Linked DNA regions of Zea mays: regions 2 and 3 are each linked to region 1. Evidence: chromatin contacts called from public Hi-C data. All regions are on one chromosome and are shown on one strand. Each heading gives the region's core, a stretch centred on a gene start, on an enhancer-like site or on the middle of the called end of the contact. The rest is flanking DNA. Distances are from core to core; before and after follow the strand shown. Region 1 holds the start of LOC542600 (ubiquitin-conjugating enzyme protein E2). Region 2 holds the start of LOC103504721 (60S ribosomal protein L36-like). Region 3 holds the start of LOC103630435.

The links. Hi-C and Micro-C count contacts between places; a contact is called where the count stands out from the background.
Region 2: a Hi-C map of endosperm shows a contact between it and region 1, with 2.8 times the contacts expected there. The contact joins the promoter of LOC103504721 here to the promoter of LOC542600 in region 1. A contact is called at or near these places in 3 of 25 Hi-C or Micro-C datasets (ear, endosperm and leaf).
Region 3: a contact with region 1 is called in a Hi-C map of endosperm, with 2.3 times the contacts expected there. The contact joins the promoter of LOC103630435 here to the promoter of LOC542600 in region 1. A contact is called at or near these places in 4 of 25 Hi-C or Micro-C datasets (ear, endosperm, leaf and 1 more).

The regions. Positions count from the first base shown.
Region 1 is chr6:162,927,426-162,930,795 of Zm-B73-REFERENCE-NAM-5.0, reverse strand. It overlaps LOC542600 (ubiquitin-conjugating enzyme protein E2), which reads right to left and starts at 1,365. Exons shown (of 6, transcript NM_001112135.1): 1 at 1,294-1,365; 2 at 1,092-1,194. The coding sequence starts at 1,345.
Region 2 is chr6:162,796,406-162,799,473 of Zm-B73-REFERENCE-NAM-5.0, reverse strand. It overlaps LOC103504721 (60S ribosomal protein L36-like), which reads right to left and starts at 1,538. Exons shown (of 4, transcript NM_001297629.1): 1 at 1,520-1,538; 2 at 1,298-1,415; 3 at 537-736; 4 at 1-5. The coding sequence starts at 1,399.
Region 3 is chr6:162,727,601-162,730,590 of Zm-B73-REFERENCE-NAM-5.0, reverse strand. LOC103630435 reads right to left here and starts at 1,451. Exons shown (of 10, transcript XM_008651490.4): 1 at 880-1,451. The coding sequence starts at 1,317.

The sequences.
Region 1 (3,370 bases), core at 116-2,615:
TATGCCGGTGTTTGTAGCCGTCGTTGTGGTTTCTGTTGGCCATGTGCTGCCCGTCTTGAGGAGTTAGCTGCTCGTCACTTGTGTTGAGCTTGGCAATGATGACTCGGGATGGGTATTGTGTGTGGGGGGTTGCTGTTGTCTAGGTTGTTTGTGCGCCCTGTATTGTGTTGCCCAGTCTAGGTTTCTCCTTTTTAATATAATCGGCAAGCTTTGTCTGGTTCATTTCAAAAATATACCTAGTTCCTCAACCTTTTCCAAAGTGATGTTATATTGTATGACAAGATCACAAAAACAGCTTTTGGTTCCTATTTGACACCAAAACCCTGCCAAAAATTGATAATCAATTTGGCAACCTGTGAATTGGCCAAACATTTGCCAGAAAATAAACTATTATTGTAGGTGTGGGACATTTGCAAGAAAATAAACCACAACTGCAGGTGCATGGGGCATTTGAATGAAAACAAACTGGATCACATCTATGGATCTACCTAAAACACACAGCTAAGTAGTATAACAGATCCATACAAACGTACATGGTGTCTGCAGAAAATGCCGGCAGCAATTTGATTCATCAGCATCTCATATGAATCAGCATCGAAATAAGAAATCTGGTTGGTTACACTACAATTCAACCATAGACTGCTAATCGATATCACAAGTTCACAACACAGGATGCCCATAGTGTACACCATGGAAACCAAACTCAGATGCGGTGATGACTATGCACAAGTGGTACAGATCAGCATCAAGACACAGAATCCGCTTGGTTACAGCATAGTTCATTAATAAGGGCTGTGGATCAACATCGCAACACAGAATTCTGATGTAACACCATAGAGACCAAGCAATCAGAACCAGAGGCAGACACACAAATTATATAGAATCGGCATCAAAATGCAGAATCAGCTCGTGACACCACAATTTATCAATATGGGTTGCAGATCGACATCACAGCACAGAATTCCAACAGTATACACCATGCAAATCAAACAACCTGAACCTGAAACGACTTTGCGCACCCATCAAGCATACAATCTATATCCCAAGAGCAATTGTGCAGTCAGTATAGAGCAGGCAAAATTCGAACTCACTATAGGGTGTCAGGCGGTCCGATGATGGTGACCTGCCACTCGAAGATGTTGCTGTCGTCTACAAGCCCGGCGGAGAACCCATCCACGGGGTTCTTCGCAAGATCTGTGACAAGCAACAAAGAACGTTCGAGATATCAGGAGCCGATCGCGGCAAATCGAGGCGAAAAAGGAGGGGAGAGCAGAAGACCGTTCGGATCCGTACCCTTGAGCTGCTTCTGGAGCAGGAGGCTCGCCTGGCTAGCGCTGCTCGCCATGGCAAAGAAGCAGGGCTAGGGTTTTGGCGACGAGGAGTAGTTCGCCGCCCCCGGAGGAGCTGCTTTATTTATGGGGGCGAGAGCAGCTTTGGAAGAAGGCAACAGGCTGGAGATTTATAAAAAGCTTAAGCGAGTGGTTAGAGCACTCCAACAATACTTTTATCTTATAAAATACTATGTGAGTACCCATACGTTGCAACGGGAACATATAATAACATAATAACTTATATACAAAATGTGTCTTATATTGCTATAAAAAATATTTCATAATTCATTTGTAATCCTAGTCATACATAAATTTTGTTATTTTAACTTCACTACTCCATTGCAACCATCAGTATCATGCAGACTTCGATATATGCCACGATTTGCATGGTCTCGTTATTGAATAGTGTCGGCGTTTCGAGACCGGGGGGTCCTCGAGCCGACGAGTGAGTGTGCCGCGTGCCCCAGCCCAGATGGGTCGAGCGCGTGGGCGAGCGCGAAGGGGGGAGAGGCGAGGTGTCCGGAGACGGGCGTGAGAGAGGTGGAGATCCCGCGGCCTTCGTGTTCGTCCCGCGCCCAGGTCGGGTGCGCTTGCAGTAGGGGGTTACAAGCGTCCACGCGGGTGAGGGAAGCGAGCGGCCCCAAGAGAGCGCCTGTCCCGTCCTCGTCCCCGCGCGGCCAACCTTCTCTAAGAAGGCCCTGGTCCTTCCTTTTATAGGCGTAAGGAGAGGATCCAGGTGTACAATGGGGGTGTAGCAGAGTGCTACGTGTCTAGCGGAGGGAGAGCTAGCGCCCTAAGTACATGCCAATGTGGCAGCCGGAGAGATCTTGGCACCCTGCTGGCGTGATGTCGTGGCTGTCGGAGGAGCAACGGAGCCTGGCGGATGGACAGCTGTCGGAGCGGTCGAGTCCTTGCTGACGTCCCCCTGCTTCCGTAAGAGAGCTGAGAGCCGCCGTCGTCACAGAGCTTGTGGGGCGCCATCATTGCCCATCTGGCGGAGCTAGCCAGAGGGGACACTGGTCTTGTTCTTCGTGACCCGAGTCGGCTCGGGGTAGGATGATGATGGCGCTTCCCGTTGACGTGGCGGGCCTGTGCCCTAGGTCGGGCGACGTGGGGGCTCCTCCGAAGCCGAGGTCGAATCTGTCTTCCGTGGCCGAGGCCGAGGCCGAGCCCCTGGGTCGGGCGAGGCGGAGGTCGTTCGGCAGAGGCCAGGGCGGAGTCCGAGCCCTGGGGTCGGGCGAAGCGGAGTTCGTCGTCTTCCGGGTCTCAGCCCGAGTCCGAGCTCTGGGGTCGGGCGGAGCGGAGTTCGTCGTCTTCCGGGTCTTAGCCCGAGTCCGAGCCCTGGGGTCGGGCGGAGCGGAGTTCGCCGCCTTCCGGGTCTTAGCCCGAGTCCGAGCCCTGGGGTCGGGCGGAGCGGAGTTCGCCGCCTTCCGGGCCTTAGCCCGAGTCCGAGCCCTGGGGTCGGGCGGAGCGGAGTTCGTCGTCTTCCGGGGCTGAGCCTGAGTCCGAGCCCTGGGTCGGGCGGAGCGGAGCTTCCTATGGCGCCTTTGGCAAGGCCTGACTGCCTGTCAGACTCACTCTGTCGAGTGGCACTGCAGTCGGAGTGGGGCAGGCGGCGCTGTCCTTCTGTCAGACCGGTCAGTGGTGCGGCGGAGTGACGGCGGTCACTTCGGCTCTGCCGGGGGGCGCGCGTCAGGATAAAGGTGTCAGGCCACCTTTGCGTTAAATGCTCCTGCAACTCGGTCAGTCGGTGCGGCGATTTAGTCAGGGTTGCTTCTTAGCGAAGCCAAGGCCTCGGGCGAGCCGGAGATGCGTCCGCCGTTAAAAGGGGGGCCTCAGGCGAGACGGAAGTCCCTCGAGGTCGGCTGCCCTTGGCCGAGGCTAGGCTCGGGCGAAGTGTGATTGAGTCACTCGTATGGACTGATCCCTGACTTAATCGCACCCATCAGGCCTCTGCAGCTTTATGCTGATGGGGGTTACCAGCTGAGAATTAGGCGTCTTGAGGGTACCCCTAATTATGGTCCCCGACAGTAGCCCCC
Region 2 (3,068 bases), core at 289-2,788, 130 kb after region 1:
CCGACCTGCAGATCCCAACAGAAAATTAAGTTATAGATATACTGACAGTTATACCGTACAAAGAAGGATCTTTTCTATTAAGTCAACATAAAATTCAAAAATATTACTAAATGTCAACATAAAATTCAAAAATATTACTAAATGTCAACATAAAATTCAAAATATTAAAATTCATTACTATTAGAAGTATAACAAATGGTGCAAGGATAGTGTCAATTTAAACTAGGCAAAGTATATAATTGATCAGATAGTAGAAATTCAAGACGTGTTTACATATGCAGATCAGACAAGATTCGGATAGTATACCACAGTATGTACAGTCAATATGCGCTAGTCTCTACACAAACTCAAGTGGCAGAATCAATATGCAGAACTTTGATTGATGTGCATTAATGAAAAAATCATTTGGCTAACAATTAATCATAATTATGCAACAAATTAGCAGAGGCAATGAATTAACCATGCCAAAGCATTTGAAAGACAAGCTACCAAGCAATATTTTTGTTTTATCACAATAAAGTTCCACATTTACAAACCTCATCTTCCTGAGGACGCCCGCCATCTCCTCTCTCTTCTTCTTTGCCCTCTTGTGAGTTCCAAGCTTTCTCTTAGCAAGCTTCAGGGCACGCTTGTCCTTGCCAACCTTCAGAAGCTCAGTGATACGCTTCTCATAAGGAGCAAACCCAGCAACCTCTCTGATCAGGCCCCTGACCATAGACACCCTCTTCGTTGATTTCTGAACAACAAAATAACTTGGAATGAAGGACACAGAAAACAATCAAGTGCAAAGATATGTAAATCTACCGCATACTTGTGCTAATCATTTACATGTACAGACACAATCATGGCTTTTACAAGATTAATAAATAAAACCAAATATAGAGCGTAGAAAAACCAAATATTTCCAAGTAGAAACAATGATCACATAGGAAAAAGTTCTACTTAAAACAAAACATACATCTATAATAAACTTGCGGTTCTTCGAACCTGTAGACCAACATGCCTAACACTATTCACAGCAAACAAACCTTCCATCCGCATGAAGTACAGTGGAACTCCTACACTATCATTGCAGATCCGTCGAATTGTGTTTTGTTGAGTTGTAGAAATGAACAAGGACAAGACTTAAAACCAAACCTACACAACCGTATAAAGACTTTCACCGCACAGTTTATCAACTAGTAAGATATCTGCTTCTCTGCATCCTAAACCCCACAACATCTAACACTTAATCACACCACCAATACCACCCGCGATATCAAAATGATGACCAGCAAAAGGCTGAAGGTTGGCTTACCCCCTTGCGGTGGCACGGGCGGGGAGGCAGCTCGCGCTTGGTGACGACATGACCCTTGTTGATGCCAACGAAAAGGCCCGACTTTGGCTGCGGCGGCGCCATGAGTACGAACCCTTTCCTGTGCGCCAAACAAAGAAGCGAGGATGAGGGCATACGCAAGGAGAGAAAGTAGGTTTCAGATCGCGGCGGCGGCGGCGGCGGCGCGGGGCTGGCTTACCTTACCTGGAGAAGTGAACCGACGGCTACCGACGAGAAACCCTAGTGGAGTGGGGTCTTTATATAGGCGGCGCGGAGACGGCGTCGCGGCTGGATGATAGTAGGCTGGGCTGAGATTGTTTCATTCTCCTTTCCAGGCCATTTCTGTTCTATGGGCTCAGGTTTTTGGATTGTGATTAAGTCGGGCTATTGTAGGTCGTTATATGGTTTCGTTCCTTCGAGCTGGCCGACCTCTGCAGTCGTAAACTTAGGTAGGGCCTCTTTGGCAACACATTACTAGACAATATCATGGTATTTGAGTATATTATGGTATTTTAGATCAGATGTGTTTCAAGCACATATAAAAACTTTGTATTTTGAACTATGGTTTTACCAAAACCATAATATTTTTTGGGTAAAAAAAAAATTAGTCCAGACCAAAGTTTTTGGCTTGCACGCAGTTGTAGTCTTCTCTCCTCCTACACTTCAACTGAAATATTTTGTCTCCAAACATGTATTGGGTTGGACTGATGTAAAAAAATACTATAGTTATGTCATGGTATACAGTAAATGGTGGTATTATAAACTGCGGTTTTGAAAAACAAAGTTCCCAAATAGGTATGTAGTGTTTTGCGAAGTTAGTTGGTATGGAACGGCTTCATTCTAGATAGCGGCTCCGTCCAAAAGGTTTTGAAGAGTTGGATGGTTCGACATTTAAGCATATTTTTTCCTTTTTTGAGTCACTCTATCCTACATGTAACCAATTCAAGCAACAACAAACTGAGAACATAATGGCTTCATCCCACCATACTCTAGAACCAAACACTATGAAAGCATCTAGGCCCCTGGTTGGTTTTAGTGATTAATGACAACGTAATATTATATGTGACTAACGTGTGTTTTGCAGAGCAAATGGTAAGTTAGGTCGCATTACAGGAAGTTGTACTACAACGGTGAAAACAATCTCTGAGATGAGAACTTAAGCGACGGCTGAAACGACGAATCAAAAGATGAAGATCTTCGTATTCCGAGTGTCGAAGGAGTTGCGGACACTCGGTATAGAATTAGGTCTTCTATTTTATTTTAGTCGTACTATAAAGAGGGGTTGTGGATGAGTAGTTTGATCAAGAGAATGCTAGTATAGAGTTGGTGCATATTCACACTCACATCCAGTGTTAGGTGTCACTCTATAACACACTCATGAGTTAGAACGGAAACCGTTTCAAAAAAACAAAAGGAAAAAGAAGTTAGGGTTTCTGTCTTAAGGGCACCGGACTGTTCGGTGCACACTCTGACAGTCGGGCTAGCGAGCCCAACGGCTAGCTATCAGAACTAGTCGTTGGAGTCGACTGTTGGCGCACCGGTGGCGAACCGGACTGTCCGGTGCGCCCATGCGCAGAACACCCTGGTAACGGCTAGTTTGGTGGGGTGGGGCTATTTATACCACCTCCACCTACCATATTGAGTGTCTTGATGCCCACATTGATGACCATACATTGCTAGAGTATTGTAAGCACCACAAAGCATAGTGAAGTGATTAGAAAATCTTAATCCCGCATCAGGATCTCGTTAGCAC
Region 3 (2,990 bases), core at 202-2,701, 200 kb after region 1:
TCTTGATCATGAATGCATCACATCTGGTTTCAGGCGTCACATGATTTCCCTTCCGTAGTATCCCATTATATGTGTAGACTCTGAATGCTATTGTTTTTAAAAAAACGAGCAATAATATTATCTATGACAACGAGGGAAAGTAAAATGAACATCACTTATGAAAGCACGGTGTAATGAATAAAGAAACTATACTTTTTGTTTTTATTAAGAGCAAAGGGCAGGATAGCACATACTAATTTGACAAAACCAACCAGTGATCTTGCAATGTAACAAGGACCAATAACATTCTAACATGTCGTCTATGTGTAATTGGGTTGCTGTGGGTTAGTCGTCAGTGCTATTATGTTCTGGATTTGTGGGTTTTCCCTGTGTTTTAATCTGTGTCTCTGTAAGGTTTTCGGGCCTGGTGTACCTTATAAACTAGGCCAATCCTACTCTTCTTAATGCAAAGACAGAGTTCAGGCCATTATGTTAAAATAACATTCTAACATGGCTGCCAACCGAACCGAGTTTCAGAAGATGGGACAAATTGGTCGTTCATGTCATCCCGTGACACAAAGCAATCACATGAACTAAGTAAATAACAATATAAAACACACGGTTCAAGCACATGTCCATCAGTCCATGTCACCCATTTCCTCACTATTAGAAGACGACCAGGTGCCGGTTCCGATTGATCAACACCATTTAAAATAATGTAAAGAGCATGTTACACCATCTCAGCTCGACCACCATATGCAAAAGCATTACGCTCGCTGCTTATGATCATGCTTCGACCATTCTGTGATCAATACGGCCAAACATTTACGCCACATTGCAAGCTCCACGAACAAAATCAAAATGCTCCAACAAACGTGCACGGAGGAGGGAGACACTGACCGCGCCGGTGGAGTTGTCGGCGTCCATGTCGGCGCGGAGCCGCCTGTACAGTTGCGGGCTGCGGTACACCGACCCGAGCGGTTGGCGCGCGATTATCCGCGGCACGGCGTCGAGCGGGAGCGATCCCATGTATAGCAGCATCGCGGCGACGTATAGCAGCGGCGCGAAGAGGAACACCGCCTGCCGCCGCAGCAGTGTCGCGAGCACCGCCCTGGCCACCCTCCGCGCTACACCGCCGCCACGGTGGGCGACCCCCACCCGCGCTGCCGTCGCTGCTGAGGCCGCGATCCCCGGGATGCCCCTCGCCGAACCCGCCTTCGCGGGCGTCCAGCTGCCCCCGCCAGCGCCGGCCCCAGCCGGCCCCGGGGATGAAGGCGGCGGCGGCGGGAACGCCGCGGCGCCGAAGCTACCCAGGCGGCTGTACGCATGTCCCTGCATTGGGTCGGCGCCCCTCCCGAGCTAGGTCTAGGGGCCTCCCCCGCGCGCGATCGCTGCCACCCGCGCCGTGCAATGGGGGCGAGACGAGAGGGGGGCGGGGCGAGGAGGACGAGGTGGCGCGCGTGTGCAGGCGAACGAGGTGAGTGCGCGCACGCGTGAGCGTGACCGACCGAGGGCGGCGTGGCGAGGTGGCGTCGCGGTCGCAGTTGCGGCCAGTGCGAGTCGAGTCGGGATCGCCTGGTTTTGGGCTTTCGAAAAGCGCTTGGGTCCCTGACGTTTTGACGCGGACGAGATACAACGATTGTTGGCCACTGTGAGTCTGTGATTCAAACGAACGTACTGCATGAATTAGGACAACTATAAGCAGCAGGCGGTATGTGATTTACGGCGTGTTATGCGCCAACGCCTAAGGCTGGCTCCAACAGGAGCCAGGCAAATACGGCAGTCATTTGACTATTTAGCTGTCTTTTTTGTTTTTGGCTGCCAAGCTATATCATCGAGGTATCAAACAGAGATATTTTCTCTTATACCGTTGTCATCAATAGTTGTAGAGTTGAACTGGTTGATTGTGGAGACATACTGTCAGAGAGAGCAACGTGATAGCTGCCCACCACAGTACCAGTGAAATTGGCTGGTTCTTTCTCCTACCGTCATTTTGGCTGGCTCAAATGGCTCCTTTATTGGAGGTCAGTTTCTTATGCTACAGTACCACGTTGGCAGACAAAATGACTTTGGCTGTCCATTTGGCTGGTCTGTTGGAGTAAGTTTAAGTGTCTCATGTGCTCGTAGTAGCAAGCTAGTCAAAATAACAAAGGTATGTCAACATCACCATGGTCATGGGCACACATTGCACATTGGTTAAGGAATTCTTGCGCTCCAAGAAAATAATGAAGGTTCGAATGAACATCATGTGTCTTGGCTACTTTAGAATTTAGTATATAGATCTATGGATGCAAGTTTATGCTTAAATGGCATCACATCCAAGGACTGACACACACTTGGCAGTAGGCTGAAGAAAAGGATTAATGTTTTCTCCATGCCCCTAAGGGCCAAAGCTATCTTGTCTTGCATAAACAAAAAAAAATATATGTTGCCAGTTCGTGCTAAACTTGTACCGCAAGTAGAGATGACAGTCGCACCAACAACTTCATCGTCACCATCGAGGGGTGGTGCACGGGTGAGACCCCGTGCAGCCTCCTTGCTTCACAGACGTCGTCGACACCATAACTAGGGCGCTCAGAGAGCTATAGAGCTCCACGCCTTGGAGACTCAAACCTCTAGGAGTAAGCAACTCACAGACTTCAATAGTGGGTGCATGTGGCGCCACCTCAGTGCCTTCCTAGGGGCACAATTGTCCCAGGAAGACATACAACATGATCTTGTCTCCATCATCAATATGTGAGCCTAACTCTCCAGTGGAGCACCACTCTCCTCGGTGTGTCTATGAAGACAATAGAGATGGGGGCTCCTGCGGCTACCATCCTCGATATGGCGCATGTTACGACAACGATGAGGCGAAGGGCAAGCCCTGGCTCTCTAGGACCAAGAGTTTTCTTTTTGCACATTGAAATGCGGCGTTCCCACCACAATTATAATCCTAGTCAACGTACCTAAGTTTGTTGGAGAGATGAACCTTAACATCTGGTTGGAAGATTATTGGATCGCATGCCGAA